6 separate regions of the Mus musculus genome follow, and regions 1, 2, 4, 5 and 6 are each linked to region 3. A link is a contact called in public ChIA-PET, HiChIP or PLAC-seq and promoter capture Hi-C data. All regions are on one chromosome and are shown on one strand. Each heading gives the region's core, a stretch centred on a gene start, on an enhancer-like site or on the middle of the called end of the contact. The rest is flanking DNA. Distances are from core to core; before and after follow the strand shown.

What was found. Promoter capture Hi-C pulls out the DNA fragments that hold promoters and counts their contacts. ChIA-PET counts read pairs in DNA pulled down with a chosen protein or histone mark. HiChIP or PLAC-seq counts read pairs in DNA pulled down with a chosen protein or histone mark.
Region 1: a contact with region 3 is called in a promoter capture Hi-C map of liver, with 2.9 times the contacts expected there. The contact joins the enhancer-like site here to the promoter of Cops9 in region 3. A contact is called at or near these places in 14 of 39 promoter capture datasets (3T3-L1-derived adipocytes, the C10 cell line, HPC-7-derived erythroid cells and 8 more), 1 of 15 datasets of contacts at CTCF or cohesin (large pre-B cells), 1 of 484 Hi-C or Micro-C datasets (olfactory sensory neurons) and 11 of 115 datasets of contacts at active chromatin or transcription factors (the 230-238 cell line, T-cell acute lymphoblastic leukemia, astrocytes and 4 more).
Region 2: a promoter capture Hi-C map of pre-B cells shows a contact between it and region 3. The contact joins the promoter of Stk25 here to the promoter of Cops9 in region 3. A contact is called at or near these places in 2 of 39 promoter capture datasets (cranial neural crest and pre-B cells), 1 of 484 Hi-C or Micro-C datasets (CD8 T cells) and 1 of 115 datasets of contacts at active chromatin or transcription factors (thymic regulatory T cells).
Region 4: a contact with region 3 is called in an RNA polymerase II ChIA-PET map of memory CD8 T cells, with 6 read pairs. The contact joins the enhancer-like site here to the promoter of Cops9 in region 3. A contact is called at or near these places in 2 of 39 promoter capture datasets (both in embryonic stem cells), 6 of 115 datasets of contacts at active chromatin or transcription factors (the 230-238 cell line, astrocytes, bone marrow-derived macrophages and 3 more) and 2 of 9 other capture datasets (liver and macrophages).
Region 5: a contact with region 3 is called in an H3K27ac HiChIP or PLAC-seq map of embryonic stem cells, with 4 times the contacts expected there. The contact joins the enhancer-like site here to the promoter of Cops9 in region 3. A contact is called at or near these places in 13 of 39 promoter capture datasets (the 3T3-L1 cell line, the C10 cell line, the HPC-7 cell line and 6 more), 1 of 15 datasets of contacts at CTCF or cohesin (large pre-B cells), 13 of 115 datasets of contacts at active chromatin or transcription factors (the 230-238 cell line, T-cell acute lymphoblastic leukemia, bone marrow-derived macrophages and 9 more) and 4 of 9 other capture datasets (adipose tissue, embryonic stem cells, embryonic tail and 1 more).
Region 6: a promoter capture Hi-C map of hippocampal neurons shows a contact between it and region 3, with 2.9 times the contacts expected there. The contact joins the enhancer-like site here to the promoter of Cops9 in region 3. A contact is called at or near these places in 1 of 39 promoter capture datasets (hippocampal neurons), 5 of 115 datasets of contacts at active chromatin or transcription factors (double positive thymocytes, effector CD8 T cells, embryonic stem cells and 2 more) and 1 of 9 other capture datasets (adipose tissue).

The regions. Positions count from the first base shown.
Region 1 is chr1:91,902,401-91,905,194 of GRCm38.p6, forward strand. No RefSeq gene overlaps it. Among named protein-coding and RNA genes, the nearest start is that of Gm46242, 24 kb to the left of the region's middle. Within about 2 kb of position 1,406, at least 23 of the 459 cell types and tissues checked have an H3K27ac peak or open chromatin away from gene starts, as enhancers often do. A contact at or near this core is called in astrocytes and liver, where this site is marked.
Region 2 is chr1:93,634,199-93,637,131 of GRCm38.p6, forward strand. Stk25 (serine/threonine kinase 25 (yeast)) reads right to left here and starts at 1,529. Exons shown (of 12, transcript NM_021537.3): 1 at 1,349-1,529; 2 at 1,100-1,185. The coding sequence starts at 1,129.
Region 3 is chr1:92,640,677-92,643,489 of GRCm38.p6, forward strand. It overlaps Cops9 (COP9 signalosome subunit 9), which reads right to left and starts at 1,309. Exons shown (of 3, transcript NM_001163425.1): 1 at 1,204-1,309. The coding sequence starts at 1,266.
Region 4 is chr1:91,983,370-91,986,339 of GRCm38.p6, forward strand. It overlaps Hdac4 (histone deacetylase 4), which reads right to left. Exons shown (of 27, transcript NM_207225.2): 10 at 1,292-1,408; 11 at 1,009-1,204. Among named protein-coding and RNA genes, the nearest start is that of Gm46242, 110 kb to the left of the region's middle. Within about 2 kb of position 1,347, at least 54 of the 459 cell types and tissues checked have an H3K27ac peak or open chromatin away from gene starts, as enhancers often do. A contact at or near this core is called in double positive thymocytes and memory CD8 T cells, where this site is marked.
Region 5 is chr1:91,962,422-91,965,122 of GRCm38.p6, forward strand. Hdac4 (histone deacetylase 4) reads right to left here. Exons shown (of 27, transcript NM_207225.2): 17 at 2,359-2,405. Among named protein-coding and RNA genes, the nearest start is that of Gm46242, 84 kb to the left of the region's middle. RefSeq lists an enhancer at 507-2,701. Within about 2 kb of position 1,425, at least 23 of the 459 cell types and tissues checked have an H3K27ac peak or open chromatin away from gene starts, as enhancers often do. A contact at or near this core is called in embryonic stem cells, where this site is marked.
Region 6 is chr1:92,037,513-92,040,421 of GRCm38.p6, forward strand. The region is part of intron 3 of Hdac4 (histone deacetylase 4); the gene reads right to left. Among named protein-coding and RNA genes, the nearest start is that of Hdac4, 140 kb to the right of the region's middle. Within about 2 kb of position 1,524, at least 7 of the 459 cell types and tissues checked have an H3K27ac peak or open chromatin away from gene starts, as enhancers often do. A contact at or near this core is called in hippocampal neurons, where this site is marked.

The DNA.
Region 1 (2,794 bases), core at 156-2,655, 740 kb before region 3:
GGAATCCCTGGGCCCACCTTCCCCAGGATCTCTCCCTGTTTGGTCTAGAGTGGTGGTTCTCAGTCCTTCTAATGTTTTGCCCCTTTAATATTCAGTTCTTTATGTATGGTGGACCCCAGCCATACAATAACTTCTGTTGCTATTTCATAACTGTAATTTTGCTACTGTTATGAATTGTAATGCAACTGTCTGATGTGTAGGATTTCTGATATGAGACCCCCATGAAAGGGTCATTTGACCCCCAAAAGGGTCATGACCCATGCGTTGAGAATCACAGATCTAATGTTTTGCCACCACTGATTTTTCTTTTCCAGTGAGCACCTGTATGACATCCATGGTTTCTGATTGGCCATGTTCTGTGTCAGTCACACCTTTGCATTTCTGTCCTTTTCTGGTCACCCAGTTGCTCCTTTTAGGCTCTCTCTCTCTCTCTCTCTCTCTCTCTTCTCTTCTCTTCTCTTCTCTTCTCTTCCAGATGCTGAAAAGGTCACTTTGGGCCACTGGTAGACAGTTCTTGCTCCCATCCCCCTCTTTTCCCATCCAGAGCCCCTCCCACACACAGGTTCTCATCTGGCTTGCAGGGACTCCTCTCCTCGGGGCTGCACCCCTGGGAGTGTGAGGTGGATGACAGTCAGCCCTGAGTGAGTGGCATTCCCACCAGGCAGGCTGCAGGCTCCTTCCACCTCCTGGGTCTGCACCACAGAGGTGGGGTTGGAAGCTCTTATCTGTGCTTTTAGTCTACTTCCCTTTGGGCACCTTGGATCTACACACCTGACCCTGGGAAACTCTCAGCTTAGTCCCCTTTATTGTGTCCTGAGGTCCTCACCTTGTTTTGGGGGTGGCTAGGACTCTAAACTATATGAGCCTCTTCCTGCTGTAAATGCCAGTAGAGATGAGATCTGATAGTGTACACTTTCAAGCCAGAAGACCCCCATCTTTTTGTTTTTCTTAAGCCGTCTGGGATCCAACACTGAGTACCACCTGTGCAGTTGGCAGCAAAAACACACACACATTGGCAGCAAAGGTCCTAGACCGTCCCAGAGGACTCTGCATTCTCGTGTAGTACTCCATTGGCAACTACTCTCAAGCTTGGCCCAGTGCTTTAAAGCCCCCTCACAAGAGATGAGACCCTGGTTCAGGGCACAGTGTGGACAGATCTCAGGTGGGCAGGACACCCAGCCCTCCCCTTCCCCACCCACTGTTTATGAAACAGGGCTAGAGTTTTACTAAAGACAGAACGGGCTTTTGGCTTCAAGCTGTTCTGGCCTTGTGCCTGGAAACAAATAAACAAAAACCTCCCGGAGGCCAAAAACTTACAAAATGCCTGGTGAACTGCCTGGAATTGGACAAGAGAGAAACACACAGGACAACAAAGGTTTAACATCCAGACCGTCCAGTTTGACATCAGGATGAGGGGCAGGAGCCAGTGAGCCACCCTTAGAGAACACATCTTCACTGACAATCTGATAGTCACACAGGCTGCGGGTCCAGAGTCCAGGAAGGTGGAGACATTTGGTGCAGGCCACAGGGTGCCCAGGTCCATCCCGAAGGCTGTGTCTCAGGCCCACATGGAGCAAGGCCACACTGGGTTACTGACAAAATCCTCCCTGATGTTTAACTGTGTTTAGTGGGCTGGGGAATGGTATGTTTATGTGTTTACAACATGTAAGTCAGGAGTGTTTCTCATGACTGTCTCTTAAAAGAGGCAAGCTTTAATTACTGAACCTTGTAGGAACACCACGGGCTACAGTGGCCTTGGCTCGGCAGAAGGCTGTGCTCTGTCCCCTGGAGAGGATGTGGTGACTGGCTCTCTGTCCTGTGTATGCTCCCTGCTACCTCCACAGCCCCTCCTGAGCAAGGGACTCTAGTTTCATAGCTGGCTGTGTCTGCCTGTGCCTGTGACATAAACAGACTTATGGCTTTGATGGTGTCACCTCTGAAAGCTGTGTGTGACCCTAGTGGGTGACAGGGGCTTAGCAGACTGAATCTTAAGCTGGACAGTCTGGCTAGGGTGGACTCCAAAAATCCCATGACAGTGTCCTTAGGAGGTGAGTGGGAAAGGCCACTTGGGGATGCACTTGTATGTCTTCTCTACAAACCACGCAATGCCAGGGCCCCCAGCCACCCAAGAATGGAGAGAGGCCTGGCATGGGTTTTCTCTCAACCTCTGAAAGAACTAACTCAGCCACCACAACCTGGGACACTTGGCCTCCACAGCTGGAAGAGTAAGTCACAGCTTTTAGCCACCAAGCTCCTGTTTTCTTAGATCAGCCTCAGGACACTCAAGCAGGAGCTGCAACTGACATGTGATAAACACCATGACCAAAGCAACTCATCGAGGAAAGCGTCTATAGTCCATCAGGAAGCAAAATCCAGACAAGAACTCAAGGCAGGAGCCTGGGGGCAGAAACTGAAGCAGAGGCCCTGGAGGAGAGGTGGGTACTTTCTTGCTTGCCCTGACTTACTCAATCTACTTTCTTATGTCATCCAAGACCACTTGTCCAGGGTGGACTTCCACCAATGACTGAGAAAATGCTCCACGGTCTCAGGTACAGCCCGATCTGAAGAATGCACTTCCTCGGTTGGCACACCCTCTTTCCCAGTAAGAGAGACAGCTTTGCAGCATGAGAGCACTAACCAGGCAGACAAAAGTCACTCACGAGGCCAGAGAAGCAGCACCACACTGGTGAAACTGTCCCCACTGGGGACGACGCATTAATGTCAACTCGGAGATTTCCTCTTGGCTTGCAGTTTCCCACCTGGAGAGGTTGTTACTCTAAAGAGCAGAGTGAGC
Region 2 (2,933 bases), core at 279-2,778, 990 kb after region 3:
ATCTTGGGAGAAAGCAGCCCTACAAAGGTTTTGTGTCACTTTCAGAAGCCAAGTATGTCTAGGCTGGACACAGGCCCCTAAAAAGACAAAAAGGGTGTTTTCTCTTTGAGAAAGGTCCCCTAGCCATCATTACTGTACTCCTTCGCAATTCATAGCTCCAATTTGTCATCCTGGGACCTTCATAAGCTAAGCTTAAGTCTCTTAAAAATAAACTAGAGGCAGATTTTTTTTCTCTCTCTCTTAGTATGTTATATAATTAGAGGCGAAATGTCAAAATGTATTAAAAATGTGTTAGCTTAATTCAGCATCAGTTAGCAAGCTCGGGATCCCATCTGTGACAGCTGGGCCAAAAGCCCTCCCCAACAGCTGTGAGTAGTCTTCCAGGCTGGTTTGGTTTCCTCCAAGGAGCCCTGCCTCCAATTCCTGCCCACAAGCAGCGGACGGACATGCTTCCTGTCTACACAACCAGTTCTCAAGGATGCAGGGAGAAGGGGGGTCAGGGTGGGGTGGGGTGAGCGGCTGCACTGTCCTCAGGAACTGATTCCTTCACTGTGCAACTGTCAAGCCTAAGCCTATCTAAACCAAGCCCTTAAAACGCAAATCCCACAGCTAAAGCCAGAGGAAAATCAGCCGCCAAGGCAGCTCATTCCACTTCACTAGCTGTCTGTCATATTGCTCTGAAATAACAACACCACAAATAAAATAAAGGCGAGAAAGGGGGTCCAGAGAGCAAACCACCGAACCCTCTGACCCTACGCAGCCCTCATCTCCTGTGCGGTCCCGTGTCGGGGTTCCATCCCGTTAGCCAAGGAAGGTGGAGTCCATCTTCTGGGAAGGTGCTCCGAGCCTGGGTCAAGCAGGTTGTGCCCAGGGCAGGTTCCTGCACCTGCCCCCAGCAGCTCCCGAGCAGAAGCGCTCGCCCCGCAGACGTTCCCTGGGGCTCACGTCTTCCGCAGGCGCTGGCTCGGCACAGGCCAGAGTTCCAACGGCCCCAAGACGCGCCCCGAGGCAGACGGCCTCCGCCCCTCTCCCGCCTCAAGTGGACAAATCCGCTCCACAGCGAACCACGGACTCGGGGCACGCCGACGCCCACACTCACCTGGTGCGCGAAGCCCCGGAGGTGAGCCATGTCCCCGCTGACGTGACCAGTCCGTCGCAGCCGCTCCGCCCGCTCGCCTCAAGCACCTGCGAGAAACCGCAGGCCGCTCGGTCAACAGTGGCCAGGGGGACCCGTTCCGTGGCGTCCCTCCACCCGCGACCTCCGGTCCCGCGCCCAGGGCCCCCGACCCGCCCTCAGGGCGTGCCCGGCCTCCCCAACATTCAGGCGAGGCCCGCTGGCAGCGCCCACCTCCGGGCGGCTCCATCTCGGACTCCGGGCCCGCTTCGCAGTCCCCACGGCGGCTCACACCGCAATTCGGTCTCCCGGAACGCCCAGGCCTCCCAGCCCGTGAGGTGGAGGCAGCGGCTCTGAGCAGGGCGTCGTGGCGAGCGCGAAGCTCTGTGGGACTAGGAGTCCCGCAGCCCGCCCCGTACCCCGGGCACGCAAAATTGAGACTACAAGTCCCAGCAGGCTGCGCGGTAGGATGAGGTGTTACGCAAGTGCTCCGGGGCCCTGATGGCGACAGACTACAAGTCCCAGGAGAACTTGCGGTGGGCGGTCAGTGGAGAGGCACAAATGCGCCACAGATTGGATCCGAACCTTGAGATATGCCCGAGCTGGGCTGCCCCTCCTGTCAGGCCGCGCGGTGACGGGTGCAGCGCGTGCGCAGTTGCCTTGACGTTTTCTAGGCTTTTTTTTCTCTTTTTTTTTCAGCCCTCCTCTCATTTTCCCAGTTCTGTTTGCCAAGCTTCTGAGACCCATACTGTGTGCCTGGAGTGCGAACCCACATTACCCTCATATCCTGGTGCTCCAGCTTTAACCGCAGTGTGACCTTCTTGTCTGCGCTTAGCAACACACACACACAAGGAGTACGCCCACGCGCGCCCTTAGAAAAGTCGCCCATTGTTGGACAAGTGCTTCTCTCCTGCCTCAGTTTCCCTATCTGAAAAGGTTTAATCGTAGGTCCCCAGGACATGACCTGGCGCTGGGAAGAGTTGTGTGGTCCAGCGGGGATTTCCAAAGGTTGGAAGATGCCTTTCATCCTGTGAATTCAGTATGAGTGACTAGTCAGCAATGTCCACTTCTATGCAGTCTCCTAGTGTTCCACGGGAGGGAGATTTGGCTCCATACTGTGTCCATTCCTATGACGGCTCAGTGCAAACCACCATAATGTCCCTACTCCCCAACTCATAAAGGCTTGTTGTTTCTGTTCTCTGGTGGATTTTCTTCCTGGGCACCATCCTGGAACCTTAAACCTTGCATGCAAGACCTTGCATCAGATTCTTTAACCGCCAAATTTTACTACATGTTGATTAGGTTTTCTTTGCTGTGTTTTTCCCCAGAAGAAAATAGACTTCCAGCAAACAGCCCTGCCCTGGATCCTGAAGCACCTTGGTTTCCTCCCCTCCCCCGCCCCAAGGCATCAACAATAGGGGCAAATATTTTTATTGCCCCTGAAAAAGATCATCTGTAGGATGGCCTTCAGCCTACCTATCCCTCCTATAGAAAAGTCTGAAATTAGGCAAGGCCAACTCTATTAAGACTTATTTATGTACATATATGTGTATGTTAAATGTGAACAGGAACCTACTGAGATCTGAAAAGGCCTGGATCTGGAGTTGCAGAGGGTCATATGCTGAATGGCATGGGTGCTAGAACTAAATTCTGGTCCTCTGGAAGAGCAACAAGAATTCTTAATGATTGAGGAATCTCTGTAGGCCTTTATTTTTGATTTTTAAGACAGGACCTCATTCTGTAGCCTAGGCTGGCTTAAAACTCTCTATGTGGCCCTTTTTGGCCTCAAATTCACAGCAGTTCTGCCTCTGCCTCTGCC
Region 3 (2,813 bases), core at 59-2,558:
CAGAGCCCACTTCATTCTGCAGACGTCCTTATGCGGACCTGCTTGTTCATGCCCCTCGGTGTTCAATTATGCCCTGGCTGGTTTTGTGTGTCAGCCTGACACAAGCTAGAGTGTCATCAGAGAGGAAGGAGCTCAGTTGAGGAAATGTCTCCACAAGATCCAGCTGTAAGACGTTTTCTCAATTAGGGAGAGCCCAGCCCATAGTAGGTGGTGCCATCCCTGGGCTAGTGGTCCTGGGTTCTATAATAAAACAGGCTGAGCAAGCCTCAGTGAACAAGCCCGCCAGCAAGCAGCACCCCTCCATGGTCTCTGCATCAGCTCCTGCCTCCAGGTTCCTGTCCTGCCTTCCTCCAGTGATGACCTGGAAATGTAGGTCAAATAAATCCTTTCCTCCCCAACTTGCTTTTTTGGTTATGGTGTTTGTCACAGCAATAGAAACCATAAGACAAACAACAAGGCATCCCCTTCCTTTAGTGGACAAGGGAGCATCGCTCTGCTCCGCTACTATGGCTCTCGTCATCTATATCCCAAGGTCAACAGGGCACATCCTTCAATATTTGGATCAGGGCAAGCTCCTCTCTTAAGCCTCAACTGAGCCGACTAAAACCCCACGGATACGTCTGTAGGGCACCCTCACCCCACCCTACCCTTGCTTAGGATATGCAACCGGCCTCTTCGGGCCACAACTGACATCTCTCAGGTCCGGGGATACGTTCCCGCATCGCCCTACTCGCTGAGCTTTGAGGAGGAACAGGAAGCAGACATACAAGAGCTGGCTGACACTCCTGATCATAACCACCCATATCAGGGAGAGATCTGTGACCATGGTGGAAATCAAAAGCACAGGATCGCTCGAAAACTCTGTATGTGTCTACACGAAATAACCGAGTCCCAGCACCAAGCACGCAGTTACCACACACCATCCCTTACCCTTCTCTCAGAGCTTGGGGTCTTGAGGCCTGTCAGTGCGTAAGCCTCGCTCGGGCCTTCCCTCTCTGGAAGATTTATCAGGAGCCACAATCAACTGACAGCGAGCAAACCCTACTTCCTCGCTGCAGTTCACGTTAACAGTCGCGGGCCCTGCGACTGTCCCCGGCAGCTCCCGCTTCCCCAGCCTCTGAATCCCCAAAGGCCTGGGCTCCCGCGCAGGTTTGCAGGCGTGCTCCCACCCCCACGCATCGCTCCGCGCCGCCACCACCCCACCTCATCCAGGTCCACATAGGGCCCCGCGCCCTCGGGGAACATCTCATCCACTGCGGGTTTCATCTCGACAAGGCGGCGTTGCGCTCACTTCCGGCCAGCCCCTTCTACTTCCGGCGTTCTTCCGAGCACGTCTAGACCTCGGAGGACCGCGCCTCGGTGGCACTCGCTGGCCTGGCTGCAGGGCAGCTCTCTGGGAGCTAAAGAGGGCAGCGGATTAGATGACGGTCTAAGGACCAGCAACACCGCACAGCACGAGTTGTCAGCGGAGAAAGGAGACTCTCCATTTCCCAGCAGAGCTGCAGTTCAAAACCATCCGAATGGCTACTGTTTAGGATTCGCAGGCAGTAATGGATTGGCTAGAAGATGGGGGTATTGGATCCCCGGGTGCTGTTGGGGGTAACAGAAATCCAAAAGTAGTCCACGCTCAGTGATCACTCACAGGGTCACCTCGGCCAAAAGGAGGAAGCAACCCAGTGCACGCAGACAAGATGGGCTTTATCTACACGGTGAGATAGTGTGGAATCCTAAAACTAAGAAGGGATTCCTAAGCTATGGGCATGGAGGACCCTTAAGGATGTTGTTAAGTGAAACGTAAACAAACGCTGTGTACCACTCATAAGTGATCCCTAGAGCAGTCAGACTCATAAATGCAGCAGTGTTGGAGATGGTGGTTGCTCAGTGGACACAGTTTTAGATCTGCAAATCAAAAGTTCTAGAGGTGTGCGGTGGGGTTGGGGGGGAAGGTGTCCATTAAATGACTGGACTGTCCCCTGAGAGGTGGCCAGGGGGATACATGTTAGGGTGCTATATTATACCATGGTTTTTAAAGAATGAATGAAAGAAAAAAGATGGGGAAGGGACAGAGAGGTGTGGATCATTGTCAGAGAGGGCCTGAGATGCTCTGACAGACTAGAATACTCTAGTGAGTCTCCTGGATGTCCCCCTAGGATCCTCTGAGCACCTCCTGATAAAATCCAGGTTTAACAAGTATCCCTGTAGCAAGAAGCCTGAAATCCAGCTGATACCTGCCTGCTCTCCATGTCTGATAGGGCTCTTCACCCTCCACTATCCCCAGACGATGTCCTCTGGTCCTGACTTCAGCAAAGCGTCTGTGTTACCCCTGAGTTATTTCCCATCTACCCCCACCCTGCCCCTTGACTGTCAGTCCCTCTTGCTACTGTGGTTGCGCTGAGTCTCTCCAGCAGTTCAAGGCTTTTGCTCCTGTGCCTCTCCTGATGGTTTTGGATGTTTTCCCTTCCTCTGCGTTCAAAGAGTTGGAGAACTGTTGGTTGGTTGGGTGGGTGGGTGGGTTGGGTAGGATTGGGTTTTTGGTTTGGTTGGGTTTTCCTTTAACAACTTTGAGGTGTCAGGGGCTTGGTTGGGGTGCAGGCTGCTAGAGTGAAAATGGGGATCACAGGTAAGGACAGATCTAGGGAAACCTACTCAGCCAGGATATAATGGGAACTGAGCCTAGACAATCACTCCTACCCCTTAAGCCTGAGTGTACTGTGCCGGGTGTGTAAGAAATAACTGGAGAACCCCAGATGCCAGGTCAATGCCATTCTGAGATACCCACATGAAGGTCAAACTAAGGACACAGAGGCAAGCAG
Region 4 (2,970 bases), core at 97-2,596, 660 kb before region 3:
AAATAAATACAATAAAGAGACAAACCAAAACCAAAACCCAGCTAACCCCAAAGGAAAAACCTCAACCTGGAGATCAGCACCGACTGGGCTGCTGGGTGTCAGACGCTGCCTACGGGAACTGAGTCTTTTCACTTTGTCACTCTGTGCTAGCATCTCACTCATAGATGGGAAGATGAAGCCCATGGTCCCTGGCTTCCAAGAGAACAGACAGGAAGGGGCCTGAGTGTAGGGAGCGGTCCATGGTCACTGAGACACTGCTCTCAGAGCTGGAGGAGGGTGTCCCAGCAGACCAAGTGCTGTTCCTGTCCAGATCACTGACTTGGGAGAGCCAAGGGCATACTAGGGACAAAAAGCACAAGACAGGAAACCAATACCAAGCCCTACAGACCAACTCACCCCAGTAGGTGGGAACTCTAACACACCAACCAGAGGCTGGCCCAGGGGAACACTGGAACATGGACAACGCCAGTTCTAGGATTGCTCTGGCTGTGATTCTGAGTGAAGCAACAGGTGTGAAGAAGTCACCCACTGACCTAAGGATGATGTAGAGAACTGGGCCAAGTCACCAATAGGGAGGGTTGTGTGTCTCATGAGAAACATTCCACATGCCATCATTTCTGAAACAGTCCCTCCAAAGTGTGGTAACTGGGTAAATGTCACGAGTTTACTTTGTCTCAAACTTGTATTTTTCTAAATGCAATCATCCTCAAGCTGAGAAATCAACGGTCACTTCTGCACTTCATGCACTTGCTTCCTCGAGCTGTAGGGAAACCAATCAGTGGGAGAGCAGGAGGCTAAACAGAGGGCCACTGGCACTGACTGGTACTCCTTGGTCATTTTTCTAAGCAGGACACAGTTTTTTGCCACAGTTAAGGTAGCTATCACATTACAGAGAACCATAGAGTTTCTACTGTTGTATGGGCTCAGTTGTTCTTTCCAGCCTTCTTTAAAAGCTACAGGAGGCCAAGGAAACTGCTAACGCCACAGAGATCTCCTTGTGGTTCTTACCTGTGACAAGGGGTGTCTGGGTGGGTGGCTGCTCCAGCAGGACCATGTGCTGCAGGAGGGGGTTGTGAGCTGCTGCACCGTCCCTCTCCAGGGGCGAGGTGCTCAGGTACGGGGTGAGGTGGGTCCCAGGGAACAAGATCCGCTGCTGGAGAGCTGGGAGAGCAAGCCTCTCAGCATCCTGCTGACCTGCCGCACCCTGAAAGGCAGAACCAGTAAACTCAGGCTGTGGGAACTGGAGTAGACAACCACCCCATGCCACACAGACCCACAGAGGCCAACTTACAGCGGCAGGGCCAGTGGCAGGAAGTCCCAAGGTGATGTTGGGTAAGGATGGTGACGTGTAGAGAGGAAGTGGGGCGACTGAGCCTTCTCGAGTCACAAGTCTGTGTGCCAAGCTCGTCTGTAGACAGAAGACATTGTGACCGTCAGAGTCTACTACAGACATTCCAATACAAGCAGCATACCCAGGGCTGCAAGGGCACTTACAGCATGAGGTGCTGATGTGTGGTTGCCTGGTGCAAAACAAACTGTGCAGACTGTGGCCTCCAGTGCAGGGAAGACCACAGCATGCCACCGGAACTGAATCAGGGCTCCCATTCCTGAGTTTTCCCCTCTTAATGGGCTCCTGCTACCTTGTTTGTTTTTATTCAATCTGCCTACTTACCATAAAGCTATGGGTAGGATATTTAGAACAACACATCTTAAAATATTTTTGTAGTTAGAAGTTTTTCAAGAATGACATCAAAAGCAGAAAGCAAGGAGAAAGTTAATGGTGAGGAGGAAAAACCCTGTTCTTATAAAGGTAGATGATGACAGGAATCTGCAATGCGCAGGAAAAACAAAGACTGGAATATAAAGAACTTGTCAATCATAGACCAATTAACATGAGAGCAGAACTCAATAAAGACAATGACAAAAGCACCCATTTTAAGGGAAATGAAAAAATGCTCAACTTTTATCAGTGACTGAAAAACATATTTACCAAGTCATCAAACTGACAGATTTTGTAAAAGCTCAGAAAAGCTGAACCAAGTGGTCATGGGATTATAAACTGCTGTCCTTTTTTGCAGATTGATTTCGCAGTCTGTGTTTGGAAGCCTTAAAAGCTGTGTTGCTCTTGACTGTGAGGCTCCACTCTGAATGCAGTGGGAAGAAACAGCCCTAAGAAAATGGCTCCCAAGCACATGAAGTCAGCCACAGGGTCATTTAAGCAGTCTGATGGCAGCAGAGTATGTGGCTTCCACCTTGCTGCAAGTCATAGCTAAAAGAACACAGGGACTTGTACATATCAACACACAGAGGTCAGGGACTGCCCTGATAATCATGCTAGCCGTTATTTCTGTTTATTAGAGGTTATTATTCTGTCATTACTGGTGTTACTTCTAAGGTCAGTGTTAGAGGTACATTTAGGGTAGGTTTGTCACTAGAGTTAGTGTTCTTCTTGGGGTTGGAGCAGAGGTTAGGCTTAGGGTTACTATTGGTGGCAGAGCTAGGGTTAGGATTAGGTTACAGCTTGGTATAAAATTAGTGCAGGAGCTTCCTGGGAGTGTTGGGGTTCCTCAGTGAGCCTGGGCCAGTGGTCAGACATTGCATACTCTGCAGGAGTGTGAGCATGTGCAGTTTGTAATAAGAGGTGTGTTAACTACCAGCACTTCAGGCTTTTGGGACACTGCTGGGGTTCCCCAGGGACACTACCATGAATAGCTAACACATGAGCAGCCCTCAGGCACAAGTTCATCCAATTCTAGAATGTGAAATTCAAAAGGTATGTCCACATGTGACCCAGGACTCAAACACCAGCTCTGCCTGTGACAATGACTGTCTGAGAAATGCCAGCAACCTTACTGGTCTTGGGGACGCTCTGGATGCTTTATTGATTTGTGGCAGCTCAATTTGCATATTTGGGCTTTATAAAGATGAGCACACAACTTAGAACCACAAAAGTGATGCTCCACCCAAACA
Region 5 (2,701 bases), core at 175-2,674, 680 kb before region 3:
TGCAGCAGACATTACCAGCTGCCTTGTGACCCCCAGGGGGCAGCAGTGTCCTAGGCAGCCCAGCAGTGTCCAGGCCAGGCTGGAGGCTATAAGCTCAGTGATCATTTCCTTCCCATGTGTGAAGAAAAAGCCTAGCTTTATTTTATTTTTTTCTTTGTACTTTTTTGGTGGCTGGAGAGACAGCCATGGGTTCTGGGAACTTAACTCTTATGTTTTTGGTTGTGAGCCTAGCCTTTAAGGATGGAGTCATCTCTCCAGCTTGAGCTTGACTTTATTAAAGAGCATGTCTAAGACATGGGGAAGGGACTACACATGACATGTGCCAGTTCTTCCAGGACTCTCTGTAGACTACTCTCTGGGCATCACAGGTCAGTGTCTGTAACCTGACCAAGCTCCTTTCTGCAGAGAGGAAGGAATAAACCCCAGGATTCCAGGCTGCTATCATGGCAAGACTTTCTGCTATTTTGTCCCCAGTTATGTCTACCAGCTGCTTCCGTTAGGGTGGTGATGCTAACGGGAGCAAGAGGAAAGTGCTTTATAGGAAGTACAGACAGAAATATCTGGGAAATGAAGCTGAATACTGACAACGGAGCATGTGGCAAATCTGGGTGAGCCCTGGGAATGAGGGGCTCAAGTTGCAGTCGGAGGAGGTAGAAGCCAGCAGAAGCCAGCCTACATTTCCAGGCAGGGCAGGGCAGGAGCAGGAAGTCAAAGACACAGGCCTTTACTAGTCTCAAGTTCACAATAATGAGGTGAACAAAACAGAAGAGTTTTTATTTGGTTTGGAAAAAAAAGATCAAAAGTATTTCAAACTTTTACTTAACAGAGCGAATAAGGATTGGTTTTTTACATTCTAAAAGAACTACCATATGACAGAACTGGCAATGGGAAGCTGCTTCCAGGTACAGAGGGGCCTGCCCTTAGGTCCCCACTCCTCATCCCACACAGGTCTCAGATTTCCCATAGCATCTGCACTGCTCTTTCTGACACCTCAGTGGGTGGAGGGGGAGCGAGCCCTGGAAATCTTGGGAGGAAAACTGAGTCCATGGCTGTAGCAGAGACCCAAAGAGACACTAAGTCAGAGCTTCTGGGCTGCCTTGCTGCCTCTGGGCCTCCCTTCTGCAGGCTGGGCCCCATGGGCTCCCCTCACATCTGTTCAGTACGCCTGCATTCATTTGGCATGCCGGTTGGACCTCAGATCTGGGGTTAGTTGTGCAGGAGTCTGCCTGGGTTTGACCCCTAGGTCTGAGCTTGCATTTAGTTTTCATTTGCAAATTATAAATGCTGCCTCGCACAGGACCCTCTGGCTGCAGGGCAGTGCAAATCCAAATCTTTTCAAGTTGGGCCAAAAATTTGCCCTGAATTAAGAGATTGCAGCCTATTTACAATACAAAACAAAATAACTCCAGGAGAGCTTGGTGGTAGTATGAATAGATGCCATCATTCTCTTTCTGACGGGGCAATTTTCAAAGCAGCGATTTCTGTAAAGACTCAGGAAGAAAACAATTTTGTTTCATTTCCATAACAGAATCCAGACCTCAGCTTCACCTCACAATCTGTGATCAAACACAGCACAGGTTTTGCTAGGACAAGTTTGGCCATGTGTTGGCCCAACACACCAGGCGCTGTTGTGACTCTGAAGGTCAGAAGATCAGACAGGAGGCTTGGTCCCACTCTCTTATCCCAGGGGACAAGAGTACTGCAGAACCTCTGCCTCCTGAGGCCAATTTGGCAGCACAAGCTAAGGCTGTCTACACAGGTGGAGTAGATATCTTGACGGCTGCCTAGTTTTTTGTCATTTGTGTGTCTGAGTCTGTTCTCCAAGTGACTAGCTACTCGTATCACCTGGTTATAGAAATGCAAGGCCACCATAAACCAGAGAATGTCTTACAAATGTCATCTGACCCATGGATGCTCTGGTCACTGCACAGAAAACTATCTGGAGTACAAACTAGAGCGTGGCAAGAAAAGTCCACAATTCCCTAAGAGGCCTCTGTGGCCTGTATGGACAAGCATGTAGCACTGCTGTGAACGTACGCCATGAGGCACAGTGTACACATGAGGTGCGTAAGAGCTGTGGCCTAGTAAGATGCATTGTTAGACAACCTTCCCCAAAGAAAGGTGCCTGAGTTCCGTGAAAAAAAAACAAAAAAAACAAAAAAAACAAAAAAACCAAAAAAAACCAAAAACGCTCTCAGTCCCTTTGAAGCCCCAGATGGCCCCGCCCACCCCATAGTACTGTTTATGGAAAACACCTGGCAGCCATTACCCACTCGAGAGAGCAAGGCAATGATTTCTGTGACCACTGAGGCCCTGAGAACAAACAGGACATTATTTACACATTAAAGAAATGCTTACCCCAACACCACCACAAGGAAGCCTGACGAACACTGAGGTCAGCGAGCCTGTGGGGAGAAGGACAGGGTCAGAAGATCAGGGTAGCACTGGCTCTGTGAGTGCCCAGTCTGAAAAGCATGCTGTGGACCCTAGGACAAGACTGGTTCTTAGAGTCCCACAGGCTCTGCTGCAAGACTCTACCACCAGGCAGCAAGGGCAAGGAGAGTGGCTCTGCCAGAGTCTGAAAGGAAGCAGCGTTTTATGGGTAGGCAGCCACAGGAGGTGGGAGTGGGCCCCTGAGGAGTTGGCACAGCCTTGCACAGTCCAGACACCATGCTGCCCATACATCTTGTGGGTAGGGGAG
Region 6 (2,909 bases), core at 274-2,773, 600 kb before region 3:
TTCTTATACCCACTGAGATTTCCTAAAATGTATACCCTCACCTTTTGAAGTTTGTCATTACTCCTGCTATTTTGATAAGCCACAGAGTCACATTCAAAGACCAACAGCTCCCGCACGTTTATGCTATCCAGATCCCTGGCCTTTGGGCTGAGGAGCAGCTCAGATATTTCAAGAGTAGTGTTCTTTTCTTGCAGTCCCTGCTCCCAGCCTGGCCTGGGGCTACCTGTCCCAGGTGGAACAGAACTGAATGGAATCTCACACTAAAGGCATCAGTTAGGGAGTTGCCAGCTTGGTGCCTAAGGCCTCCGCTTCCAGGCCTCCTTCTCTCTCTTAGAGAGGTCTGTAGCTACTTGAGCCCTGCAGAATGAAGGCTGAGCCTTGGAGGCACCTGGCAGTCTGTAGCAAACAAACCTTTAGTGGACACCTTTAGAAGGGAGACAGTCATGCAGCACTGCGGGGGGGGGGGTTCTTCTGCCTCCACACCAGCAGACTGCTTGCTTCCATTTCTTTTCTTGAGGGGAAGACACTCCGTGGTGTCACCTAGTCACTCAGTGTTCTGGAGAGGGCTCTGGCTTTGTTGGGTCTGCCAGGTAAGCAGAGGTTTCCAAACCCACTTTCCACCTTCCAAGATGTGGCCTGCATGCCCCTCTCACTCTTGCTGGCTTACCACCCTTTGCTAGATGTTCATTTTTACGTGTTTGGGGACAATTTCAAAAGTACACAAAGCAAGACCAGTGAGATGGCTTAGGAGATGTAAAGACCCAAGTTCTAGCCCCAGAGCCCTCCTGGTGGAAAGAGTAAACTGACTTGCACCCAGAGGCATATAGGCTAGCACACATGCATACAAGCACACAAGCGCGCGCGCACACACACACACACACACACACACACACACAGAGGCACTCACTCATGCACACATGCACGCTCATGTACACAGAATAACTGGTTTTTCAAAGTACATAAAACAGAAAGAACTGTGCAATGGACTCTTCACCTGGTCCTGGTTCTTTTGAGTGTACACCTATATATACCTCTTCCTTCACACCATTTTATCCATACATACCGGACAAATGTCTCTGGAAGATTCTTATAGAACAGTAAGATACTGTCAGCATATCCAAGTAAGTTAGTAAGAATTCCACGCTATTAAGTGACTAGAAAGTCACCCCACTTTTTAGTCTTAAAAATGGATTTTATATTGTTTGAATCAGGACCCAGTAAGGGCAGGCACTGCCAGCAAACTGTATCTCTCAGAGACACTGTAATGTGCCAGCACATGTGAAGGAGCTTCCCACCCCACCCCTGCTCCTCTCATGAACACATGCCAGCTACAGAAACTGGCTACCTGCCCTGCAGCTCTACTCATGACGCTTGCCTGGATCAATGAACTCCTTGCCATAATAACATATTATTATATGACAGTTGGCTTTCTGCCAACTGGGATATGTTCTTAGGGCCTGGCAGATCTGGCTATGATTTTCCAGCAAGAGCCTGAGAAGCTAGGAGGCTGGTGGGGGCATCCCAGGTAGGTGTTAGCAGCTAACCATGGCTGTTGCTAGTAGCAACAACCCTTCTGGTTCCACAGTTGCTTCTTTTTGAGTGTTCACTGGGTTTTTCTGTAAAAGCTCTCTGCCTTGTTACTCTGACTAGAGGGCTTTGTAAGAAAGGGAGGACAGGTGCTTGCCTTTTTTTTTTTTTTTTTTGCCAAGTTTTAAAATTAATGATCAGTCTTCCAGTGTGGGTGGTGTGTTTTACAATATCCTAATGACGTGAGTCTCTCTTAGCTACAGATCTCACAGATACTTAAATAGCCCTGTCCTCAGTCACAGGGAGACTTGGGGCTGGCCCAAGTTCTGAAATCCAAAGGTTTCAGAATAGCTCTATTCTGATGGGACATACTGACCTGTTTTGGCTCTTAGAATTGTCTTGACCCTCATGTAGGTCAATGTTTAGCAATCAGACTTTAACTATTGGGATGAGTGCTATTATGGGATGGACTTTTGGCATAGTGTGTTACTGTCATTCTTGTACATTTCTAAAGGGAATGAAATAGCACACATGTGTTTCAACCTCCATCTTGCCTTGTCACTTGAGAGCACCAAACTTATTCAGACCATCACTCACAAGTACTGAAGAGCCTGTCTAACTCTACTCAGAATTCTGATTTATCTGCAACATCCCTTCCCAAAGATGTCTGAAATGTGATTACAATTACTTAATGTGCACGTGAGCATGCAGGTGCAATTGTATGAAGGACTTACAGTGGAAAAGTCAAAAGCACGTTATAGAGCAAACATCTAAGAACGTTTTGCATCTAAGAATGCATGCACAACACAGAGGCATGGCCTGAGCCTCAAAGGCAGGAAAGTTTTATTTTCTCTGCCTCACTGCAATGCTCGTAGGAAATGCCCAAGAACTTTGCTAGCAATTCATCAGGATAGAAATCATGCTTGAGAAAGAAGCTAGCGATGGTATAAACAGAAGATGCACTGTGGTATTTACTCTTCAGTAACCAAACTGTAAAGAAAGGTATTGTGGGTGCATCTATGGGAAAGCTGTCTGATTGGCACTGGGCAGGAGAGATGCATGCCATACACAGCCTATGCTATATGTATTCTCTGAGTTGAGTTTTCCATGCATGGTTCTGGAGGAGGCAACATAAGTTTCTAGGCACTGATTAACCCCATGTTTTTTCTTCTAGACAGGACGGTACGCAATTGTATCCAGTCCTATGAGAGGCACTGCTCTAAGCTGGAAGTCAGAAATCTGCACATGCAACTCCTTTCCTTGGTCCATACCATGCCCTACCTGTAGGCTGGTCTGCTGGATATATTGACTTGTTTCATGTACATAGGATTCCATAGAGTCAGTGTGCAACTGCACCCTATCAGACAAGTGGGAAATGTTAA